Regions from separate parts of the Ovis aries genome. Here all the other regions are linked to region 2. The links are chromatin contacts, called in public Hi-C maps. All regions are on one chromosome and are shown on one strand. The core of a region is the stretch at or near the end of the contact, and the rest is flanking DNA. Distances in the headings are between cores, read along the strand shown. Region 1 overlaps IFI6 (interferon alpha inducible protein 6). Region 2 holds the start of GPR3 (G protein-coupled receptor 3). Region 3 holds the start of AHDC1 (AT-hook DNA binding motif containing 1).

Region 1 (4,075 bases), core at 174-2,673, 230 kb after region 2:
TCGAGGCTGGCACACCCACTCAGGCCGGAACCAGAGTCTGTCTCTGCATTAGTGCCAGAACCAGCTGGAGCTTTACTGAAGAGTGGTTTCTGGGGCCTCTTTGCCCTTCTCCCCCCTGCTGAGGTCCTGGCACTCTGGTTCCCTGGACAGGCCTCCCGAACCTCAGATCCTCCCAAGGGCTGGGCCTCCCCTTCCCCCTCAGAAGGCGTGTGGGCTCCAGCTGCAAAGTCCCCACCCTGTCCCCAGAGCTCTCTAAAGGAAGGGAGGCCTCGCTGAGCACCTCTACCCCCCAAAAGCTGCTCTTAAACCGTTTCCCCATGACAAAGGTCTGGCCTTATCTGAGGGAGACCCCTCTAGCGCTTCTCTGGGGACTAGAGATCTGGCTTCTCCATCTCTGCCTGATCAGGGACATAGCTGGAAGCTTCGCTCACTGAGAACAGAATCTGCCTCCCCAGGCACCCTGTGAAATGCAGCCTGGGCGCCCAGGCTGTGACAGGGGTAGCAAGAAGCCTCTGCCAGGAAGGAGTCCCAGAGGACGAGGTATGTCTGAGGTGGGCTGTAAGCTTCAGAAGGACGTCCTAGGCCAAGAGACCAGAACACACCAAGGCTCAGAGGCAAAACCAGCTGGTCGTGCTCCAGGAGCTGTGATGGGCTCTAGGGAGGGAAATGGGGGTGGGGTGTGTGGATGAGGCAGACCAGAGCCAGATCTTGTTGGGCTTCTCATAGCAACCACGACTCACAGCAGGACTGAGTGTTTTCTGAGAGACGTTTATTCTGTGTGTATGTGTTTCTTTTTTTTTTTTTTAACCTCAGTCATTGCCAAGTGTGACAGAGGAAGCTCTGGACTGCAGCTGGAAAAGGAAGACAAGGAGGAAGGCGGGGCTTCCAGGGAGCTGCTGGCTACTTCTTCTCCTTTCTCTCTGCTTACTCTTTTTCTTTCTCTTCTCTTCTCTGTCTGCTTTCGACTTGCTTGTGGACAGTATAGCCCAGAAAGGCCCCGATCTTGGCCATGAGGGCACTGCCACCGCTAGCGCCTGTAATGCAAACGACAGCCGAGTCCCTTGGAACCCAGGCACCAGGCCCGGGAATCCAAATGTCGGGAAACAACGGGTCAAGTGTACCCTTTTTATTTCCAGCTAGAGGAACAGAGGCCCAGAGGGGACAGGACTCCTGCAAAGGGACTCCCGTCGCCACCCTCCCAACTTGCCATCTCAAATCCGAGATGAAAATGACAAAAATAAGAGCGCATTCTCTTCACGTCTGCGGTGGACACGCTGTGCTATTAGTAATGCTGACCGCCTCCTTGGTGGAGGCCTCGGTGGGAGCTGGTGGTTTGCAAGTGAGACATGTCAACCTTGCCAGTGCCATGTGTGACAGGACAACCTGTCACAACCCTGTGATGCTTGAGAGGACAGCCGTCACACAGCACAGGACTGTTGCTGGGCTTGCCCACACCCTTCCTCTCCCACCGTTGGGGGTGTGGCTCGGGCTGTCTTCCCGCTGCCCGCTCCTAGAAGGGCCGTCTTCTTGGGCCGCTTCTTTGGGCTTTTGTCATCCAGAACTTAGGGGAAGATGGAGGGGAAGGCAGAGGGGCAGTCTGTCAGGGGTGGTTTTTCGGAAGGATGTGGGAGGCCTCAGAGAGAGGGAGAGAAGGAAAAAGAAAAGACAGAGCTGGATGGGGAGACAGAGAGAGAAGTGAAAGCATGTTTTCCAGAAGCACCACGCTGTGCTCTGTGTCTGTCCCCGTCACGATGCTCAAGAATGCAAGACCAGGCTGAGCATGAGATTGAATTGGGTCACCTCTCCCTGGTTCGTTGCCACTCTGATTTTCTGGGATGGATGGATGAGATTCATAAAGTGACAAACTGAGGATGCCTATCCTGGTTAACGGGGAAACTGAGACTTGTGACTTAGCCAGAGCATCAGTGAGGCCTCTGGCGTTACAGGCTGAAACCAAGAAGGCCTATTCACTGGGCTTGAATACTGGCGGTGGTACTAACTATATGGGAGAATTTGAGTCAGTTCCTTAATCCCCAGGACCATGCCTCAGTTTCCCCATGGTGTGTAGAGCCGAGTTAGGCTGTGGAAAGGGCTCAGGGCAGTAAAGGAGGCCCCTGGCCTGGGTGTTCCCGCCTCCAGGAACCCTGCCCGGACTCACCCAGGCTCTGCAGCGTGGCCACCAGCCCCCCGGCCGGCACTCCGCCTCCGTTCGCCACGGCCGACCAGCTCATCAGTGAGGAGGCCACCGAGTTGGCGGCGATGCCGGTGCTCGAGAAGCCCAGCACGGGTAGTGCCGCGGCCATGAGTCCTGGAGGAAGAGGAGGGCGGTGGGTGAGGGACGCCGGCTGCAGGGCCCGCCCGCATCCTCCCACGCTCCCCTCGCTGCAGACCTACCGCCTCCGACGGCCATGTAGGTCACCATGCCCCAGAAGCTCGAGTCGCTGTTTTCCTCTGAGCGTCTTTTTCCGTCTGGAAGGAGAATGGACAAAGTCCAGTGGGGAGCAAGGGTCCCCTATTCGGTGCCCGAAGCTCCAGACCACCCGGACAGGTAGGACCACCATCCTCCCATTTTGGAGCTCCTCAATGAAGGATAGCGGCTTTTCCCAGGTCGCCGGGCCTGGCACAGAACTGGCCTGAATACATTTCGAGAGAATGGACCAACGGACAGAGAAGAGATTCAAACTTGGGACTTTGGCTACAGGGAGCCCCGCCCCCCCACCCCCCGCCGCCCCGCGCTGTCCATTGGAATAGCTCCTCTCATTCAGAGGCATGCCTGGGTCTCTAAACGAGGGATCCTGAAACTCTCCGCTTTTTTATCCTTGGGTGCACCAAGATCCTTACCTTCCTCTCCGCAGCAGCCGCAGGTGTAGAGTAGCAGGTAGCACAGGAACAGCGATACCGCCTTCTGCCGCATGGTGGCGCAGCTCAAGGCTTTGTCACCGTATCTGGGTTAGGGGCAGAGGAAAGAGACGGTCCCCTTATTGGAACCACGCCCGTTCGGTGGTAATTCCCTTTGAATTGGAGGATGAGTCCACAAAAAGCAGCAGGATCCTCTGAACTGAGCCCAGGACCCCCTCTAAAGAACCACAGGCTTTTCGTTTCCTCGCTGCACCAGCGGCGCTGGTGTTCTGCCACTCTATTAGTCGTGAGAATTACAGGAGAGAATCCTCTTCTGGTACTATGCCCGGCATGTACTTCACCAGAAGTCAGCTAGTATCCTTACTGTGGTTTTTGTAATTGGCTTTTTTTCTGGCTGTGTGACCTTAAGCAGGATACCTGGGACTTCTTTGAGCCTCAGTTTCCTTAACCCTAAAGTGGGGGTGTTAATAGAGCCTATTTTAGGGGGTGGCTGCGGGTTTTTGCAACTGTGCACCGCTGTATCCCTAGCATTTAGAACAGTACCTGTCACATAGGATTGTCTAAACAATGGTTGTTGATAGATTTATTCTTCCAATGCATTGAATATGTACAGGCACCACATACTGCCTCAGATTAACTTTATTTTTCAGAAAGCAGAAAGGGGTAAAGGAACTTGCCCAAGGTCACACCCAAATCCTGCAGCCTAGACACACACTCAAGACCGTCAGAATCCAAAACCTATGCTCTTTCCATTATACCACAAAATAGAAACACAGTTCCCTGCCCCCACCACAGTTTACCTTTAATGTGATCTTTGTTCATTCAGTGTGTTTTCCTTGAAATAAAAACAAACAAGCAGAAATTCCCCCAAAACTTCCCCTGGACTGAACACGTACTCAGCACTTTATGGCACAAGGTTAATTATACCTATAACAACCTCATGAAGTAGGTACCATTGTACTTAACCACATGTTATAAATAAGGACACTGAAGCTCAGAAAGGGGATACTTCCGAACCAACCCAGCTAGGAAGAAGCAGAGTCAAGATTTAAAGCCACAGTTAACTGATGCCACACCCACACTTTGAACATCTGCTTCCGATCACTTCATCTATCCTTCAAGTTAAACTCACCATCACATTAGATCCTATAATAAAGGGGTTTCAGAAAACATCCAGTCCTTTGGGCAGGTGAAGTAGCTTGATCCTCATTTTAAC
Region 2 (4,520 bases), core at 1,793-4,292:
ATTGCCTCCGTCATGAACCAACACCATGATTCTCTGGATCAGGAAATTCTGACCAACCAACTACTTCAAGGGAAAGGTGGTCATTGATGTTCTTCACCCTGGAAGGGCAACCGTATCCAAGACAGAAATTTGGGGAAAATAGCCAAAGTATACAAGACCACACCAGATGTCATCTTTATATTTGGAGTCAGAACCCATTTTGGTGGTGACAACTGGCTTGGATGTGATTTATGATTCCTTGGGTTATGGGAAGAAAAATAAACCACCACCACCTTGCAAGACATGGGCTGCCTGAGAAGAAAAAGAACTGAAGGACAGAATGAAGGAGCTTGGGGGATCACAAAGACCAATGTAGGTTCTGGCAGAAGGAAGGATTAAAGATCCTGCAGTGACTTTATCTGTGGTGATTGTGCAGATTTTTCATGAAAGGATTAATAAACTATGTAAAATAAAAAAAGATCATGCCACTCAGAAGAGAAGACGACAGTCTCTCATACATCTCCCCTCTATTTGTGTGTGTGTGTGTGTGTGTATGTGTGAGCCATATGGCTTGCAAGATCTTAGTTCCCTGACCAGGAATCAAACTTATGCCCCCTGCGGTGGAAGTGTGGAGTCCTAACCACGGGACCACAAATGGGTTCCCTCTCATACACCCTCTCATGCCAACCTCCCAGCAGCCTCTCTGAGACCAACTGGACAGCTGTTGAGACCTGGCTCTGACAGGGGAGAAAGTGGACATCCGGGTTCCAGGGGGCAGATGTTCTTGTATTCCCTTTGCTGCCCCGCTTTCCTCAACACTGTGCGTATTACTGTTCCCTCCGTGATTTCCTTCTCTTTCTCGGATGTTGCTTTTTGTCCAGTCATCCAGTCAGCAAGTATTTATTGAACACCTCCTCCACGCCAGGCTTTGTTCTCCAGCACAGACCAGAACAAAGTCTGTATCCTCTTGGAGCTTATATCTTGGTGGGGCTGACATGTCTTTTCTCTTAAAACAATAAATTTACAATTTCAGGAGTGCTAAGTGCTCTAAAAAATGATAAGGAAAGGAGGGAGAGAGTGACAGGGGCGGGAGTGGTCGTCTAGGGTAGAGGTTGGGAAAGCCTGCTCCGGAAGATATTGACTTGGCCGCAGAGACTCTCAAATGGAGTAAAGGGGTTCTGGGCAGAGGGAACCGCCAGGCAAAGCCCAGGAGCAGGAAGCTTCTCACCCAGTCTGTGCTCTCACTGGTGGGGTTCCCTGAAGCTCCTCCTCTCTGCTCCCTCCCCGCACACCCAAGCCTCCCAGGTGTCCTCCTCCTGCAGCCAGCACCTCCCAGCAATTCCATGCAGAAGATACTAACATGGTCTCTCTTTTTCTTAACTTTTATTTATTTATTTGGCTGTGCTGGGTCTTAGCTGCATCACGTAGGATCTTGTTAGTTGCCGCATGCAAACTCTTTAGTTGCGGCTCATGGGATCTAGTTCCCCTGACCAGGGATCAAACCCCAACCCTCTGCATTGGGTATGTGGCATCTTAGCCACTGGACCAATTGGGAAGTCCCTGTCTCTAGAGAAAACAGGCCCAAAGAGCCTAAGATATTCACCCAAACTAACTGCTGACCACACCACCTGCTAACCACCCCAAACTCACCATGTGCAACCTGAAGTACAGTATCTTCTCCAGCCCTGCCAGCCCCATGTACCCTGCCACTGGCCGGCCCCCTCCTTCTCCCTGCCCCACACTGACTGTGGATACTGCAGTGGTTCTGTGCTGGGAGGATAAGTGGTGGGGCCTGGGATCTGGGCCCTCACCTGGTCCCTGCCCCCAGCCCCTTCCCACAGGCCTGGTTGATTCCAATGAGGATCAGAGCTCGAGTTGGAGGGTGGAGGAGGCAGCTATTTCCCCTTTCCCAGAACTGGCCATATCTGTGGCATCTGGAGAAGTCAGCTGGGAGAGGTTCCCTGGGAACAGGAAGAGGTGGGGAAGGGGGAGTTTCTTCTCTGTGCCCTGCCCTGCCAGGGTGCCTAAGATGGGAGGCCGAGGGGGGCCCGCCCTGGGGACTGAGCTGATGGCTTTCTGCTTCCAAGTTCTTCCCGACTCCTGCTGCTTCAGGGAAGTGACCCCCCCCACCCCCCCCCCCACCCCCACCCCGCTGGCTTTCCAGATCCTTGAATAAATAATTCAAGTTTTGAAATCTTGCCAGGCCCACCCCTCCCTGTGCAGTGAGGGCGCTATTGGGCTGACATGATTGACGTCGCCCAGCTCCTTCTGCCAGCCCCGGCATCAGGAGGGCTGGCCCGGTTACTGTCAGTCCAGACCCTCTACCCTGTCCCACCCCCCTGGGGGCCCACAGTCACCTGGTATCTTCATTCCAGGACCCTATGACCCTTATCACAGCCTGGTCACTTGTGACAGGGTCACGGTGACCTGAAGAACTATCACCCAGCCCCTCCACCTTCCCTTTCCTACCGCCTCATCCCTGAACCCCATCATGGCCCAGCGTCACCCTGACACTGCTATGGTTGCCCTGGGGGCTTCCTTCTCCTCCTCAGCGTCGCACTGCCACCATCCCCCCAAGATCCTGTCACCGCGCTCATACCGTCACTTCCACCCACCTCCCTGCTCCCTCGTGCTCCTGTCACCATCACCTCAGGGCCCCATCGTCTTGGCAACCCCTGTCATCCTCACCGGGGACGCTCATTCAGCCCCCATCACTCGGGCTCCGTCACCTGAATTCCGTCAGCCTGTCTCTGCCACCCGAGGGTCCCATCACCTCCACAAACTCTCCGGGGCCCCTTTCTTCCTCTCCCTCTAACACATGCCCCCCGCCACCTCCCTGAGACTGCAAGGGCTCTCGCACCAGCGACCCCGAAACCCCCGGCCCGTAGAGGGCGCAGCGTCAAGGACAGCGCGGGCCGACTCAGAAGGGGGCGGAGCCGCAGCCACGGTCGCTTTTTATGAATGGGGGAGCGGGCGGCACGAGGCCTCATTACTATGCCGAGCGGCGCGCGCTGCGCCCCAGCGCGACGCACCCATTGGCCAGCCGGGCCACTGACGTCACCAAAGCGGTGGTCGGGGGCGGGGCAGGACGGGGTGACTCACGCCGCTTCTCCCGCGGCCGCGGGGGCTTCTCGGGGTCCTCACACACCCTGCGCAGCCCGGACCCGAGCGCAGCCTCCCCGCGGCCCGGCCGCGCCCCGTCCCGAGAGGTGAGTAGCGGGCCCCGCCTTGGGTACCAGGCGTCCAAGAGGGCACGCAGGATGCTGGACGCTGGGCAAGCGGTCAAGCTCCCAGCCGTTGGTTGGGGTCGGAGGTTGAGACCAGGAACTCTGAGTCTGGGCTAACAGGAGGGGACCCAGGGTCTGGGTGATAAGAGCTGTCAGCTGGGTAGCCCGGCGTGGGGTGAGCACTCCTGCAAGGACCCGAGGCCCTGAAGGGACTGATGGTCATCTGAGTTTGGGCCGGCAGGAAGCGTCTGGGCCAGGAACCAGGCGTCCGAGCAGGAGGAGGTGTCCGACTTAGAAATCCAGACGTCCGGACAGGAGGCGGAGTCAGGCCCAAGAGCCAGGTGTCCAAGCAGAGGGAGGGATCTGACTCCAGGATCCTGGCTTCCAGCAGGGGGTGTTTGTCCCAAAGACCCAGAGGTTCAGGCAGAAAGAAGGGTCCAGCTGGGGGCAGAAGTCTAGGCGAGTGTGTGTTGGGGGGCTGAGGTCCCAGATGTTGTTACCCTAAGAGTGCAGGGTGGGGGCTGGCGGGAGCTTCACGAGCATTCTCTGGGGGCGGAGTCTGGGGCTGGCCATACTGAGAATCGTGAGGGGTCTGGTGAGCCTCAGAAACTGAGCGTCATCCTCCCCAGTGGGGAGGGAGCAGAACTGCTGTCAGTCTTGAGATGTCCCCTCCCCCAGTCCTGGGCCTTTCCCGGCTTCTCCGGGATCCTATGGGCCTCCATCCACTTATGGTAGTCCTTCATCTTGTCCTCCTCGGTCACACACATGGGAGAGAGACCTGCGGGACTCAATGTATTAGAAGGGAGAGGGGAGCGACCCACCACAGGGATCCCCAGACCCCTGCTGGCCTAGGGGCATAGGTGAAGACAAGGGTATCCTGGAAGGAGCTTCAGGGCATGGGAGGGGGTGGGCAACCTGGGACCCAGCCAGGTATCCTGAGGAGAGACCCCCCCCCCCCGACTGCTTCCAGACCCCTCTACCCAGCACCCAGCCCTGCCAGCTTCTCACAGGGCGTTTCTCCTACAGGTACCATGATGTGGGGTGCAGGCAGCCCCCTGGCCTGGCTCTCTGCTGGCCCTGGAAACATGAACATGAGCAGCATGGGGTCCACAGAGGGGCCCACAGGCCCTGCTGCACCGCTGCCCACCCCCACGGCCTGGGACGTAGTACTGTGCATCTCGGGCACACTGGTGTCCTGTGAGAACGCGCTGGTGGTGGCCATCATCGTGGGCACTCCCGCCTTCCGTGCCCCCATGTTCCTGCTAGTGGGCAGCCTGGCTGTGGCAGACCTGCTGGCGGGCCTGGGCCTGGTCA
Region 3 (4,368 bases), core at 494-2,993, 180 kb after region 2:
TTATTTCCTAGACTCGGAGCCAGCCCCCTGCCCCTCTGGCTCTGCCCGGGGACCAAGACCCAGCAGGGGAATGCGCCCGGAGCCAGAAAGCGGAGGGATTCAGCGATTCACCCCCCAGCGACTGGCCCAGGGGGCTGACAGCTGTCACTCAGCACCCCAAGCCCTGGGGAAGAGGGGGCCCCCGATTCAATCAGAGCCTCAGAGGAAACGCATTGATGGGCGATTATTTATTTATTTATGCAAAAGTGAGCCGACTTTGTTCGCCAGGTAACCGGGCACGCGGCCCAACCCCTCCGGCCCCGGCCGCCCCCAAATCCCTCCTCCGCCCCACACCCCCTCCGGGTCATTAGGTCCCCGCCCCTCAACTCCCAGAGCACAAGCGGAACCTTGGGATTTGGGGGTTGGAGGGGAGGGGCTTCTCCCCTCCGCAGTCTCCCCCTTTCCCAGCGCCGTTCCTAAAATCCAGCCTTGTTCTCCGCTCCCACGGTCCCCCCCTTCACCCACCCCCCCCCCCTACATTCTCAGCAAGCTGGAGAGCAAATTGCAGTTTTAAATCCAAAGACGGAGGGAGGGGGAAGGAGGAGGGGGCGCGCGGCAGCGCTGGGCGCGCACCTCGCCCCCGAGCCGGGGGAGCCGCGGGGCGGCCAGGAAACCCGAGAACCCCCCCTCCCCGCCCCCCCTTCTCGTCCACCTCCCCCTCCCCCTTCCCGGCGCTGCCTGCCAGGCTTCGAGCCGAGCCCAGCCGAGCCGCGGGCCCCGGTGGAAACAAAGACCGATCGCACCGCGGGCACCGCAGCCACGGGGTCCGGCGGACCGGACCGGGGCGCGCGGAGGGGGCGCGGGGCCCCCCCGGTGCGCTGCACAAAAGAGCCCGGCCGGCCGGTCCCCAGCGGGGGTCTAGGGCCGGGGAGGAGGCGCCACTCACCGGAGTGCTGGGCTGCCGGCTCCGTGGGTCCGAGCCAGGCGAGGGGCTTCGGGGGGCGTCTGTTTTCCGGCGGCGGCAGCGACGCGGGCGCCCGGCAGCTGGGGAGAGGAGTCGTGGAGGAGCCCTGAGCCGCCCGCCGTTGCTGACAGCATGGCTCGCGCCTCGGCTCACATTCTCCGCCGCTAACTCCGCTGGACCCGGCCCCCCAGCTCCCGCGGCGCCCCCCACCTCGATCACTCCTTCGTTCTCTCTCTGCGCCCCCTTGCTCCCCCCACCACCACCACCGCGCACACACTCTCACAGCCCTGGACACCCCCACCCCCACCCCCCCAATTGCAAACCTGGGAGGGAACGCGCCCCGCGTAGTCCTCCTCCTGCTCCTCCTCCTCCGCCCTCCTCCCTCCCGCTCTCTTCTGGCTGTCTGTCTGTCCCTCTGACTGTCTCAATCTCTCGCTCCCTCTGCCTTTCTCTGCTCTCAGAGCTGGGTGGGAAAAGGAAATGAGGACAGAAAGCAGACGCTGGCTTTGGGTGGTGGTAGCTGGATTCCCTCTCTCCCTCCCTCCCCCTCCTCCCCTCCCTCCTCCTGCCTTCTGCTCTCTCCGCGGCGAGCGGGGCTGAGCGCAGCCTGGCGGGTGGCTCGCGTTGCCCGCCCGCCCGCCTGTCTGTCTGTCTGGTCTGCCTCGCTCGCTCCCTCCCCTCGCCGTCTCTCGCCCTCGCCCTGCCTGCCTGCCTGCCTGCCTGCCTCTCTCCGTCTCCGCCGCCGCCGCCGCTGCCTCTGCGAGCTCGCCTTACCTTCGCCGCTCACCATCCGGAACCCCAGGGGGGAGCGCGCGCGCGGCTCGCCGGGACTTGTAGTCCCCGCCTCGGCCGCTCCGCGCGCGGAGCGGGCGGGGCGGCGCCGGCAGCTCCGACGGCGCGGCCGGGAGCCCGCAGGGGGCACCCAGCGCCCGAGCCCTCGCGCGCTTCCTCTTTTACCAAAGGGGGATTGCGTTCTTCCCTAAGGATCACCAACGTTCCCCACCTTCCTCGTCCCGCTGCGGGGGGCTTTGGCCGGAGCGGAGGTTGCGGGTGGGAGTGAAGGGGCGGGGTCTGAGAATGGAAAGAGTAGAATGGGGGAATCGAGGGACTAGCTAAAAGGACTTGAGACTTTCTGGGGGCGTCCCAATTAAATGAGAGAGGAAGCGGTAAGAGGAGACGGCCGGCTCCCTGAATCTGGAGGCGCTCTCCCTTCATGAGAAGGTTACCTATTGAGTAAAGCGCAAGGGTTGATGGAGAGAGGGCTGCTCCAGAAAACTCAAAGCCCGCCCGCACCTCCTCCTCCTTTCAGGGACCCCCAATCTCAAGTTCTGAGCTCTGGGTTTAGCCACCTCCACCAAAGACTAGTTTTTCTAGAAGTCCGAGGAAGACAAGAGCATGAAGTCCTGGATTCTCCACAGATCTCTCTCTCTGTCAGACACACACACACACACACACACACAGCCTTGCCTTCCTGAATTCGACTGAGCTTCTTCCTGGTGTCAGGAAGCAGCATTCAGATTCAACAGTTCAGAGCTCCTGCTGGGCCCAGGGGGCTGGACTCAGCACTTTCACCTACCTCCTCTGCAGGTCACATCTGTTATCCAGCCCCTAGCTCCGGCCCCCTGCCTGGCCTGTCCCCACAGATGGGAATGTGCACTGCCAGGGCCTGGTTACCAAGGAGAGGTCTTTGGACAGTGCAAGAAGGAGAACTGCTGCTGCTGCCACTTTCTGAACACCGCAGGGCTCTTGAGTCCTGCAAAGACCTGGTAGAATGATTTTGTTATCATTTCCATTTTAGAGATGAGGGCACTGAGGCCCATGACCCCTACTGAAGAAGTTGGTAGAGCCCGGCTGGACCAGGGTCTGTTCCATTCCAAAGCTCACTGCTTAACCTCTGGGTCAAGCAGGGAGCTGCGACTTCCAAGCTCTCCATCTGACCTTCTCTCCCGGCGTCTGTGTGTCCTCCCTTGGCACTTAAATTCGACAAATGTTAACTGAGGTGTGCAGGGCTCACAGGGGACACGGAGATGAATAATGCATGGTGGCTGTCCTGTCCCCGGCGTCTACCAGCACCAGCCCCGACTGGTCCTGTGCTAGTCCCACTTCATCTATGTGTCTGACATTCCTTTGCCCAATGTCTGCTGGCTTTTTCTGTCTTGCCCTGTGTCTGAAGTCCCTTCAGCAGTGCCTTTGTCCTTGGCCCACCCGTTTCGGACTCTTCCTTTGGCCCTGCAGGGTGATACGAGGTGATGGCCAGCGTGTGACAAAAGGCAGGTGGTGTCGTTTTGCCAACAGCAGCTCCCTGTCACCACCTGCAAGCCCCTCCTCTAAGACAAAAAAGTTGGGGGGATCTGGGGGACACTCTGTTGGCCCTTTGCAGGGAGTGGGGGCACCACAGCCATGGAAGAGGTCTAGGGCTCTAAATAGTTCCATCTATTGATCTGGCATCATCCGGGCTGCTGACCAGCCGCAGAGGCACCCATTTGGGAGTAGCTTCTCCTTACAGGCAAGCCCTGGGTTCAAAGATTTATCAGTTGAATGGGAACCATTGTAAGATCAGATATTAACAAAAGAAAGCAATGGTTAAAGTTGTTAGGGGCCCTTTGCAGCTCCCCAGCCTGACCTAAAGTTACACAAATAGATGAGGCTTTGGCATCTTGCCCCAGCTGGTCCCCCACCGGTGAGACTTTAGCATTGGGAAGGCTAGGAAAGGCCCAGGTTCCCCTTTCTTTCACACCCTCACAACATCCTTACCTATTAGGCTCTGCCCCAGGGCATAAAGACCCCATCTAAGCTGAATCAAGTTTGAGGCAGGAACTGGGGGGCAATTCAGGATGGCTTCTGGGAGATAGGGAGCCCAAGGTGGAGTGGGATGAAGAGGAGTTTGGGAAAGACACGGGAGAGGAGAGATTAGGTGATGAGGTACAGGGGCCAAGATTAGTAGGGTCCATGGCTCTGTAAGTGAGAGGGGAATAGAAGTTAGGTAGGGTTGTCCATGCACATCCCTCCCACCTCAGGCTGCTTGAGCAGCCCGCTTCCCAGGGAGGTTGAGTGCTCTTAGCCCCCAAGGTGTTGGGCATTGCTGGAAAGCAAGCACTACAGGGTTTCCCAGTCATCTGGGGACTGGTCTTTCTCTTGGAACCTCTTTAAATTGTATTTTGGAGAGGGTTGGTGGGGGAGTCCTCCCCAAACTCAAACAAAGTCTTCTTGTGGGTGGCTGCTGCCACCTAGTGTCCAACTGCTATATCTGTTTACCAGCCTAGTCTGAAGGGGTCTCAGTTCAGTCGCTCAGCGGTGTCCGACTCTATGCAACCCCAAGGACTGCAGGACACCAGGCTTCCCTGTCCATCACCTACTCCCAGAGTTTACTCAAACTCATGTCTATTGAGTCGGTGATGCCATCCAACCATCTCATCCTCTGTTGT

Evidence for each region. Hi-C and Micro-C count contacts between places; a contact is called where the count stands out from the background.
Region 1: a Hi-C map of tail adipose tissue shows a contact between it and region 2, with 4 times the contacts expected there. The contact joins the enhancer-like site here to the promoter of GPR3 in region 2. A contact is called at or near these places in 5 of 16 Hi-C or Micro-C datasets (hypothalamus, mixed tissues, muscle and 2 more).
Region 3: a contact with region 2 is called in a Hi-C map of liver, with 7 times the contacts expected there. The contact joins the promoter of AHDC1 here to the promoter of GPR3 in region 2. A contact is called at or near these places in 12 of 16 Hi-C or Micro-C datasets (blood, hypothalamus, liver and 6 more).

What each region holds. Positions count from the first base shown.
Region 1 is chr2:239,392,364-239,396,438 of ARS-UI_Ramb_v3.0, reverse strand. It overlaps IFI6 (interferon alpha inducible protein 6), which reads right to left. Exons shown (of 5, transcript XM_027965432.2): 2 at 2,842-2,945; 3 at 2,395-2,469; 4 at 2,159-2,308; 5 at 749-1,034. The coding sequence starts at 2,914. The coding sequence ends at 925. Among named protein-coding and RNA genes, the nearest start is that of IFI6, 2.4 kb to the right of the region's middle. Within about 2 kb of position 1,423, at least 33 of the 54 cell types and tissues checked have an H3K27ac peak or open chromatin away from gene starts, as enhancers often do. A contact at or near this core is called in hypothalamus and tail adipose tissue, where this site is marked.
Region 2 is chr2:239,623,288-239,627,807 of ARS-UI_Ramb_v3.0, reverse strand. It overlaps GPR3 (G protein-coupled receptor 3), which reads left to right and starts at 3,042. Exons shown (of 2, transcript XM_027965442.3): 1 at 3,042-3,188; 2 at 4,233-4,520. The coding sequence starts at 4,238.
Region 3 is chr2:239,442,509-239,446,876 of ARS-UI_Ramb_v3.0, reverse strand. It overlaps AHDC1 (AT-hook DNA binding motif containing 1), which reads right to left and starts at 1,743. Exons shown (of 7, transcript XM_042245109.1): 1 at 1,267-1,743; 2 at 926-1,023.